Linked DNA regions of Sus scrofa: region 1 is linked to region 2. Evidence: chromatin contacts called from public Hi-C data. All regions are on one chromosome and are shown on one strand. Each heading gives the region's core, a stretch centred on a gene start, on an enhancer-like site or on the middle of the called end of the contact. The rest is flanking DNA. Distances are from core to core; before and after follow the strand shown.

What was found. A called contact is a pair of places that touch in the nucleus more often than the background predicts.
Region 1: a Hi-C map of epiblast stem cells shows a contact between it and region 2, with 2.2 times the contacts expected there. The contact joins the promoter of LOC110257526 here to the promoter of EVX1 in region 2. A contact is called at or near these places in 2 of 47 Hi-C or Micro-C datasets (epiblast stem cells and undifferentiated spermatogonia).

Annotation. Positions count from the first base shown.
Region 1 is chr18:45,457,089-45,462,099 of Sscrofa11.1, reverse strand. It overlaps LOC110257526 (ena/VASP-like protein), which reads left to right and starts at 1,682. Exons shown (of 4, transcript XM_021078743.1): 1 at 1,682-1,731; 2 at 1,888-2,027; 3 at 2,103-2,543. The coding sequence starts at 1,682. All of the region lies in intron 4 of HOXA3 (homeobox protein Hox-A3), which reads right to left. LOC110257592 (a long non-coding RNA gene) reads left to right here. Exons shown (of 3, transcript XR_002340416.1): 3 at 158-437.
Region 2 is chr18:45,327,584-45,332,617 of Sscrofa11.1, reverse strand. It overlaps EVX1 (homeobox even-skipped homolog protein 1), which reads left to right and starts at 1,414. Exons shown (of 3, transcript XM_003134834.3): 1 at 1,414-1,875; 2 at 3,454-3,701; 3 at 4,359-4,907. The coding sequence starts at 1,449. The coding sequence ends at 4,907.

The DNA.
Region 1 (5,011 bases), core at 433-2,932, 130 kb before region 2:
AGGAAAAAAACTTTGGATCCTGCGTGTGGAGGAACCAACACCACCACCCTCGTCAGGAAGTCAAACTCAAATCTTGGACAGTTCTTTACTCCTTCCCGGTCCCTATTTCTCAGGCAGGTCGCAGCAGGCCACTCCCACCTTTTTTCCTCTGTTACAGAAGGTCACCAGACCCTCCTGCCTTGGACTTTCTGAGGTGCTGTTATTCAGAGCAACTATCAAATTCTACCTGTTAAAACATGATGGATTAGAGGGGGGGGAAACCCACCAGGAACCTGAAAAACCAGCGTTCATCTCCATGACCACGGCTTGAACTCTTCTTCCAACTTAACGATAATAGGTTCTGTCTTAGAAACTGCTATGTAATTTGATGTATGGGGGTCATTTGGCTCCGGACGAGGGATGGAAGCACAAGCCATAAAATCCTGCCAGAGTTCCCTGATCTTTGTGTGCTGTGTTGTTTTTATTTGTTACTTGGCCTATTTACCTGCTTCAGAAATATCAAGAAAAGGACAAGCCTGGAAATCCAAAAAGCAACTGAAAATCTTCTCAACTCTTTTATTTAGAAAGCAGATTGCAAAAGTGAAATCTATGTTTTATTTTTGTTTACACTTTTGCATGGTCAACCTCTAGTTCTCAGCTCAGAAAACTTCCATGTGAGTTTATATAGTGACTGCCCACACACACCCACATGCACACAATCAGAATGTTAGTCTCTCTCTGACCATTTAAGAAAATTACAGTGGCAAATTCACGAAGAAAACAGTTGACACTTGATGCCTCAACTATGTGCATTTGAGTCCTGGAGTTATTCAAGTTTTCCAGGAATAGCAGACACTTGGTTAACTAGAAGAAAATTAATGTAATAAGCATCTACCAGTGGGTTATTATAATTTTGTTTTTAATAATGGACTCTTTTGGATTTCATTATTAAACCAACAATCTGACCAACATCTGGAAAACAGGCACAATTAATTTTCCAGAACCTCAATTAAAAATTACAGCATCCCTTATCCGGAGTTATTGTATGTGATCTTGAGCCCTGGAGTATTGTTTCTCTTTCGAAAATAGATAGGAAGTTACAGATACTATGATCAAAAATAAATAAAGGATAAAATAAAATTTAAAACAGAATAGCAATTTAATATCTCCGTTTCCTGTTCTTTCACTGAAAATAGTTCCAATTACATTTGGCAGTGTTAATCTCTGCCATTATGAATTTTTAACATACCGGGTTTGTGTAAAATAAAACGTCAGGTTAAGAAAATTACTCCAGACACTTGAACAGCAAGATATTAGATAAAATAACATTAAGTTGATTTTGAACATGCAACATTTCCAGTGACTTACTAATCCATTATCACAGGCTACACCGGCCTGTGGCTTACTTAAGTCGTTTCATCAACTTACGCATTGTCTTGCACAATAACAAAAATGCATTTAAAACTCAGCAAACAACCATCTCCATAAACTCAAAATGTGAATTCGCCGCGGAGATCCCACCAAAGTCTTTCCTATTGTTTGAGGTCAGCAAATAACCACCTTGGGGCCCACACAATCCCCCCACACACCCCCACCCCACCGCGCCACCCCAACCCAGCCCCCAAAGTTTGCAACCTAGTAAAGAAGTTGGAGATTTGCCAGTCAGGAAACTTTGCTTTGCACCCCCAAGCAAGGGCTGGGGATGGGAGGAGATTCCTCTGAAAAGACCCCTTTCTGGACAATAACCCCCAGGTGCAAGAACTGAAAGAGAGTTGAGGAGGCTAAACTGAGGGCAGGAAGCAAGCCCTATTGTCTCTCTGGAAGGTCTGCCCAAATTCAACCTCCTTCCTTCAGAGACACCGCTCCCTTTTGCCACTCCCGCCCTTTCTCGGCCTGCCCTCACCCCAGGTTGAAGCGGGAACCGCGGGTAGAGCCCCCGCGGCCCTTCGCCTACCCCTTCCTCTCCCTCCAGCCCCGCAAAGTTGCGGCTGGGCTAGGGAGCGGGAAGAGGTGGGGGCGGGGACGCGAGCGCGGCCTGAACTCGAAGTGTAAGGGTATCAGTCACTGCCGGGAAGGAAGCTCCGGCTTGTGAACTCTTCTTGAACCGAGATTTAAGTCTGCAGCCATAAATCACCGAGACGTAAACTCCGCCATTCAGCGCCGGGAGCGGCCGGTTGTGGCCCTGCTTACCTTAACTTGCGACGAGCGCCGCAAGCGCGGGCTCGGGCTGGGGCTCGGGCTCCGGCCCCCGGCCCGGCTCGGCGGCCCGGCCGGGTCCCCTCGGCGCGGGATGGGCACCGACCCTCAGCATCAGCCGAGGCGGCGGGCGGGAGGGAGACCCCGAGGCCCGGACGCTGCGGCGCAGAGCGTGGCCGCCTCGCTGCTCCGGCAAGGCTCGCCCTGGGCGGACTGGGGCGGCTCGGACCCCCCCCTCCCACCCACCCCACCCACCCTCCCCTCCCCCACACCCCCGCCCCCTGCCCTTCCCGAGGGCAGCAGCCGCGGCCCGGAGATAAGCGCTAGCGCGGCGCGGGGCTCTGCCTGGGCTAGTGGCACCGACTTGGGTATGTTTCTTATGAATATTACACGCGGAGCAGCGGCTGGTCGGGGGGTGCGGCGGGGGTGCTGGGGGCGGGCGGGAGGGGAGGCCGCGGCGGCTGGGGGGGCGCGGGCCGGCGTGGGGGATGGGGCCGCGGCGAGGGGAAGGACGGGAGCGAGAGGGGGAGCTCAGCGGCGGCGGGAGGAGGGCAGCCTCCCCCCAGCCCCCTGCGCCCTCCCTCTCCCCGCGCCCGGGCGTCACGAAAGTCCAGGAAAATTATGCTAATGAGGACAAACGGCGCTCACAAAGGGGCTCTCTGGCCGGGCCTCTATTTCCTGGGAATCCGTTTGAGAAACCACCTCAACCCTGTGTCCTGGACCTTTCCAGCTGCGGGGCCCAGGGAAAGGAGAGCCCGGAGCAGAGTGTTCCCCAGACTCTGCGCGGTTTGCCTCACCTGCCGCCCAGTCCAGGAACCTCAAATCAACCCCTGGGGGCGCTGGGATAGGGAGACCTCTCCAGGGCCAGCTAGGCTGTCTTTGATTATATTTCCAGGCAACTTTGGTTACGATTTCAAACCCTTGAAATCCTGACAGCCAGGAGGGAAGCAGCCTGGGGGAGAGGCAGCTGGTCCGGGCAGTGAAATGGGACGCTGGTGGCTCAGGTACACACAAAGGGGCTGGAAACCTGGGTCTCCAGCTCTTCTGTGCCCATTTCACAGCACAAACGTGCAGCTCACTCTCGGGTAGATAGAGCTCTGACCCCAACAGGAACCGGCATCAATAACCCCCCTTCCACCAATTAGTGGTCCCAGATAGGGACGCTGAGGAGAGGAAAGGCCCCGCGTGCCAGGTAACGCTGCCAAAACTTTAAGGAGGATGGTATTCCTCCGGCCTAAAGCCTCCCTCAAGTCCCCAGATTCAGAAGTGAACTATGCAAGGATATGTGTGCGGCAAAAAGAGAGAAATGGAGCTTTCGTGCAATTCCAAGGTGTCAAGGGCTCGGCCTCCTCAAAGGAAGGTGTTAAAAATATAAGTAGTGTGTCTAAACTGTCAGGGAGCCAAAGTGTCACCTTAGAGCAAAAACAAAGCCAAGGGAAAAGGGAGAAATCAAAAAGCACTCTGGGCCAGGGTGGCCTCATGCATACCAATGGTTTTTGTCATTTATGGCTGGGCAAGATTTATGACTCGGCGCCCCAAAGCTGTAAACAGAGCACAAAACAGCAAACACTTGCTCCTTATGGCATATTGCTGCGGCGCAACTTGAAAGGGGGAGCCGGGCCCGCGTAGGAGGCAAGAGCCGGCCGCAAAGAGCCGCTCAGCGGCATTTTGTCTTCAAACCGGCCGGGTCGGATGTGGCATTTGAAGAAAGAAGGCGTGGGTCAATAATCAACCCGCACTTTCTCCTCCAAACTGCTGACGCGACTCACCGCCTTCTCAGCTAAGCCAGCTGCAGGGAAGGCCAGCTCTCCGTGAGAACCTGCCAGGGGAGGGGACGCCGGGGCCGAGGGGGCCCAGGGCGCCGAGGTGAGGGCTGGGGCGCCCCGGGGCGCATCCCTTTCCACCGGCGCCCGGACTGTGCCGGCAAAAGGCAGACACCGGACCCGCCGAGGCGCAGGAGCCCAGAGAAAGCCGGGGCGGAAGCTCGGGCCCGGCCTCTGTCCGCCCCGACGAGGTGGCCTCTGGGCGCGGGCTGCAGCGGGCAGAAGGGGGGCTCCGACTCAGGACTAGGGTCTGGGGACCGGGCACGCAGACGGCCGGGGTTCAGGCCTCTGTGCTGAAATCCAAAGGACTGGCTTTCGGAGCTAGGCAGGCGAGGTGATTAAAAACAGTAATATATGGTAGCCGAAGGATTTTTGCTTGTTATTGTTGCTGTTTTGTTTTTAAAGAAAAATATCGCCTGTCGATTTCCACCACCAGAAATCACCCGCCGCTGCCGCGGCGCCCTTTCTAGACAAATCCCTCAGCCGTTCACCCGGCTCCGCCAAAACCCCGAGGTTTTCTTTGGGGAGAGGACCCCCGGTCCCCCAGTACCCCCAAGTTCCGTGCCCCAGCCGCTCTCTCCCCCTTGAGGACTAGAAGAAAACGTTTTCTCAGCACTAGAAGAATCTTTGGACCAGCGGAGGTGCTCTGGTGCCTTTCGACCCTTCACAGGGGTCTCCTTGTGAACTTGTCTGCGAGGGTCTTGGGCGGCTCCGAGGCTGGAAGTGCAGCCGGGGAGGAAGGTGAGGAGGGACTGTTGGCAAGAAGAGGAGAAATCCTGGACTGGGGAGGAAACTCATTCAGGAAATACGCTTGACTGTGAGGGTGAGGCTGGCATTTTGAGGGTAAAAGAGGATTTTCCTTTTTTTCTTTTTTTTAAATAGCTACAGTTTAGCTTTAATGGAATGGCTTTAGCTCTTTCCGTGGAGGGAAAAAAAAAAAAAAACACCGGTTCTCTATAAATGCCACTATTGGCTCCTCTCTGTGCACACTTTTATACTGAACCAGCTGGAGA
Region 2 (5,034 bases), core at 165-2,664:
GTCCCCAGGCAGGGCCAGAGGGAGAACCCTGTGAGTCAAAGCTCTGTTGCACCCAATGCCTGCCGTGTGCTGGGCACTCTCGACCCCTGCCTCAAATCCCCGAGTGAGAAAAGCCCCTTCTCCCAGCTAGGAGCCTCTGCAGCTGCCGCTGCCACTGGCGATTTGGGGGCTGAATTTGCCAGGGCTTCTTAACTCCCCAAACCTATATCCAGGATTTCGTTGACTCTGAACGAATTCCTTAAAATATGGGTAAGACAAGGGCAAGAGTCCCCTCTTAGAACCTCCCCCCTCCCTACATACCTGAAGTGAAGTGCAGGCGAGGCCCGAACAAATGGGAAAGCGATTTCTTCGATGACTAGCCATCTGGAGGTCAAGCTGGGCTGTGGAAAGCTTAAGGCCACCTAGATGGGGAGGGGAGAATTTAAAAAAAAAAAAAAAAAAGGCAAACCTTTGGAGTCAGCAGCCAAAGTGAAGTCTTTAAAGAAAAAATATTTAGGCATTTAGCTGTTGCCCCTTGGGGAAGAAATACAGCAAAGTTCTTTTGGTTCCCTGGAGGAAAAAGACGAGGAGATAGCTGGGGAGGGAGGCTGGGAGGAGGGAGGAAAAGAGACCCCAGGCTAGGCTCTCCAGACGACTTGCGGGGGAGGGTGTAGGCGTTTCGGTAGCTTGTAAAAAAGACTTTGGATCCCCGGGCAAGGTTAGCTCACCAGGGACGGGCAGTTGTAATAAAGAGGAGAGAAGCGGGGCTTGTGCATCTGCCTTCACACTTCTAAAATGCAGCTATGAATTCTCTCCCCAGTGTTAGAATCAGGCACCAAGTTAAGAAAACAAAAGCCCAAACAACAACAACAACAACAAAAACAAAAATCAAAAGCGTCTTCAATGACCGAGTCCCGCAGCCTCTGCGGAACTCGGCCGCGTTAAGCTCTCTTTTCTTTCTGCGGAATTCCATTTGCATCCCCTCTGCCCGGGTGTCTCCCTCTCTCAGTGTGTGTGTCTCTCTGTTTTCACACTCTCCTCCCCATTCGAGCGAGGCCCACACCTGGCGCATCACTGCCGAGCCATTAGCTGCGGGTCTCCTTTCATCTTCGCTGTGGCAGACGTTTCTATTTATCCACTTGCGCTCGCCGAGTGGCGTCACCAGCGGTACTGTAATGACGATTGCAGCAGGAGGATGACAGCTTAGAAAGAAGAGGGCAATGGGGCTTCCTCCCAGAGGCGGTGCGGCACAGAGGAGAGCTCGCATCACAAGGTGACCCCAGCTCCCCGCCGCCGCCGCCACCGCCGTCACCGTCGACACCGCTCTCCAGCCGCTCCGCGCCCGCCCGGTCGCCTGGCCTCTCTTTCTCCCTCCCGCAGCCAAGAGCTGTCCGGCCGCTGGGGACCCGAGGAGCCGGGGGGCTAGGAGCTCACTTGGGGCTTCTCCCCCCACCCCCCGAGAGCCCGAGATGGAGAGCCGAAAGGACATGGTTATGTTTCTGGATGGGGGTCAGCTTGGCACTCTGGTGGGCAAGAGGGTCTCCAATTTGTCCGAAGCCGTGGGCAGCCCGTTGCCCGAGCCGCCGGAGAAGATGGTGCCCCGCAGTTGCCTGAGCCCGCGGGCCGGTCCTCCGGCCGCCCGGGAGCGCGGCGGGGGAGGCCTGGAGGAGGAGCCGGTCGACGGACTAGCAGGCAGCGCTGCGGGCCCGGGCGCCGAGTCGCGGGCCGCCGGGGCGGCCGTGCTCGGCCCCGGACCTCCGGCCGCCTCCGCAGACAGCCTCTCGGGCCAGGGGCAACCCAGCAGCTCGGACACCGAGTCGGATTTCTATGAAGAAATCGAGGTGAGCTGCACCCCGGACTGCGCCACGGGGAACGCCGAGTACCAGCACAGCAAAGGTAGCCACCGCGCCCCTTCTCTGCCCCGGCCTCCCACCGCGCCCACCTTCCACTTCAGCGGTGCGGGGGAGGAAGACACTCCTTTCTCCCAGGGCGGGGTGGCTGGGGGGACCCACCCGAGCAACTCGCCCCCCGCTATCTGCGCCCTGGCGGGGGTCTCCTGCTGTGCTCTGGCATTGGCGGGACCGAGGGTGACAGCTGTGCTTTGGGGGAAGGAGGGAGACGCCGGCCCTGGGCTTGGGGGGGATTCGAAGTGCACTCCAACCCCCCAGAGCTTTGTGGTGCTGTTTCAACTGCGCCCGGGGAAGACACCTTTTCCCGGCGTGGACGAGATCAAACGCGGGTCCGGGCAGTTTGTGGCTGGCGGGGTGTAAGGCGCATCCAGGCGCGGAAGCCGGGAGTCCATAAAGGACCGTAAAACCGCGGCCGCCTCGGGCCGCCCGGGTGCTGCGGCTCTCCGACCATTTTGCACGTCGGTCAGAGGTCCAAATTACCTTGTCACTTCCCGGGCTCTGTGGCGCCAGGTCGGAAATGGTCCCAACCATCTAATTGCCTTTGGTCTCCGGTTGCATTTGAAAAGGCAGAGCTCTGGCCCTCCCCCCTCCCCAACCCATCCCCTTTCCTTCCCAGACCCCCTCCTCCACCCAAAGGAAAAGGAGCTGCAGGGGGCAGGAGCCCCACCCTCCCCTGGGTTAGGCCCACATGGGGGGGGGGCTGTCACTCCGCTGTAACTGGAGAACCCCTCTCTGACCGGTGGCTCGGGGGAGGAGGGGGGAATGGCAGGAAGGGTGTCTCTCTGAGAGAGGGGGTCAGCTCAGAGGAAGAGCCCACCCCAAAGCTGTGGGGGTGGTGAGAAGAGCCTGCCGTAGAAGAAAAACCACCCCTTGCTTGGCCTTGGCAGCCAGCACCTTGTTGAACACCCACATCCACCAACCACCTCACCTAGACTAACCACAGCCTGCCCTCGGAATAACCCATTCTCCGTTCAAATATAGTAAGGCAATCGGATACTCGTACTTACACTCCAGTGCCATTCCCACAACACACACAGCTTAACGCACATCTCCACACCGGCACTCGCAGCCTGGCACACAAAGCAAGGAAGCCCAGTCCCTACCCAAATCCTACAATGCACTAAGGCCCAAGTTCACAACAGTCCAGCACAAAGGGGCATCTCAACTCGCTTGCCTGTCAGATATGCTCATCCTTGCCCCCTCCGGCCACTGGTGGGTAGCGTTCAGAGTAGCTGCATCCCTCCGGTGCCCCCAAAGCAGGTGGTAAGGGCAGCTGGGGCTTTTGTAAGCCAGCAGGCCTTATCCAGAGGCCTCCCAAACAGCAGCCCAGCCAGGCCTAATGGCTGCTGTGTGTTCATCTGAATGGTGAGCCCCTGTCCTCCATTCCTGGGTTCTCAAAGTCTCTGCCACCCCAGAAGAGGCAGAGACTGAGGCTTCTGAGGTGGTAGGGAGGTTCTTTCCATCACCCCTTCACAAACACCCTGGGCCTGCAGCCCGGCATCAGCAGTGTCTGTGTGTCTGTTGTGTGTTCTCTGTGTGCACATTCTCTGGGTTCCCTGCACAGGGCCTGGCTCCGAGGCACTGGCCAGCAGTCCCAATGGCAGCAGCGAGGCCCCCAAAAGCAATGGCAGTGGTGGCTCCCAGGGCACCCTGGCCTGCAGCGCTAGTGACCAGATGCGACGGTACCGTACTGCCTTCACCCGGGAGCAGATTGCACGGCTGGAGAAAGAATTCTACAGGGAGAACTATGTATCCAGGCCTCGGAGATGTGAGCTGGCGGCTGCCCTAAACCTGCCAGAAACCACCATCAAGGTATGAGCTCCAGGGGCCAGGGAAAGGGGGTGCACCCAGTCAAGGGGCAGGAAATACCAACTTGCCACATCCTGAATTCTGAGCCAGGAATGGGGCCTGGCATCTCCCTGCCCACGTGGCAGCTAGGCTGGGGGTGTCCAGGCCTGGTGCAGGTACCAGGTGCACACAGATTTACCCTTCCAACAGTCCCTAGGTGGGCACGTCTGCCATGAGCTTGACTTTGTCCCTTCCAAAGCCAAATCAATTGCAGGGATGAGGTGTCTGGGCAGGTGACAAGAACAGGGAGAACAGCCAGAAAAGGAAGTGTTTCTGGGGAATCCCTCTCAGACCCGTGGAGTCCTCCCGGCAGGCGACCCCCTCCCTCCTTTCGCAGCCACACCGGGTTCTGGCCTCCTGGCGGCGGGGGCGGCGGAGGGGAGGAGGGGCAGAGACTGGCGTGGGTCCCCAACCTCTCCTGGAGGGATCCCAGCGGAGGGGTGGGGGCGATGGGGGGCGCGACGTGCTCCCCCCCCCCCGCCCCGCCTCCCCTCCCCTCTCTTCCTCGTGCTTCCGGCCTCCTCGCCCAAGGCCCGCGCCCGGTTGGCTCGGGGCAGGACGCCTTGGCTCTGCGCCTCGGGCCCGCGCAGCCGCCGAGCCCGCTCGTCTCCCCTCTGCCAGGTGTGGTTCCAGAACCGGCGCATGAAGGACAAGCGGCAGCGGCTGGCCATGACCTGGCCGCACCCGGCCGACCCCGCCTTCTACACGTACATGATGAGCCACGCGGCGGCCGCGGGCGGCCTGCCCTACCCCTTCCCGTCGCACCTGCCGCTGCCCTACTACTCGCCCGTGGGCCTGGGCGCCGCGTCCGCCGCGTCGGCCGCCGCCTCGCCCTTCAGCGGCCCGCTGCGCCCGCTCGACACCTTCCGCGTGCTCTCGCAGCCCTACCCGCGGCCCGAACTGCTGTGCGCCTTCCGCCACCCGCCGCTCTACCCGGGCCCGGCGCACGGACTGGGCACCGCGGCCGGCGGCCCCTGCTCCTGCCTCGCCTGCCACGGCGGCCCGGCCAACGGGCTGGCGCCCCGCGCCGCCGCCGCCGCCGCCGCCTCGGACTTCACCTGTGCCTCCACCTCCCGCTCGGACTCCTTCCTCACCTTCGCGCCCTCCGTGCTCAGCAAGGCCTCCTCCGTGGCGCTGGACCAGAGGGAGGAGGTGCCCCTCACCAGATAAGGGGCCGCCCGCGGGCTGCCGGCTCCAGGACGCCCGCGGGGACCCCCCCGCCCCGCCGGGGACTCAGCCAGTGCCCCTCCCCGCCCCCAGGGCACCGAGGGGAAAGCAGAGGGCCGCCGAGGACCAG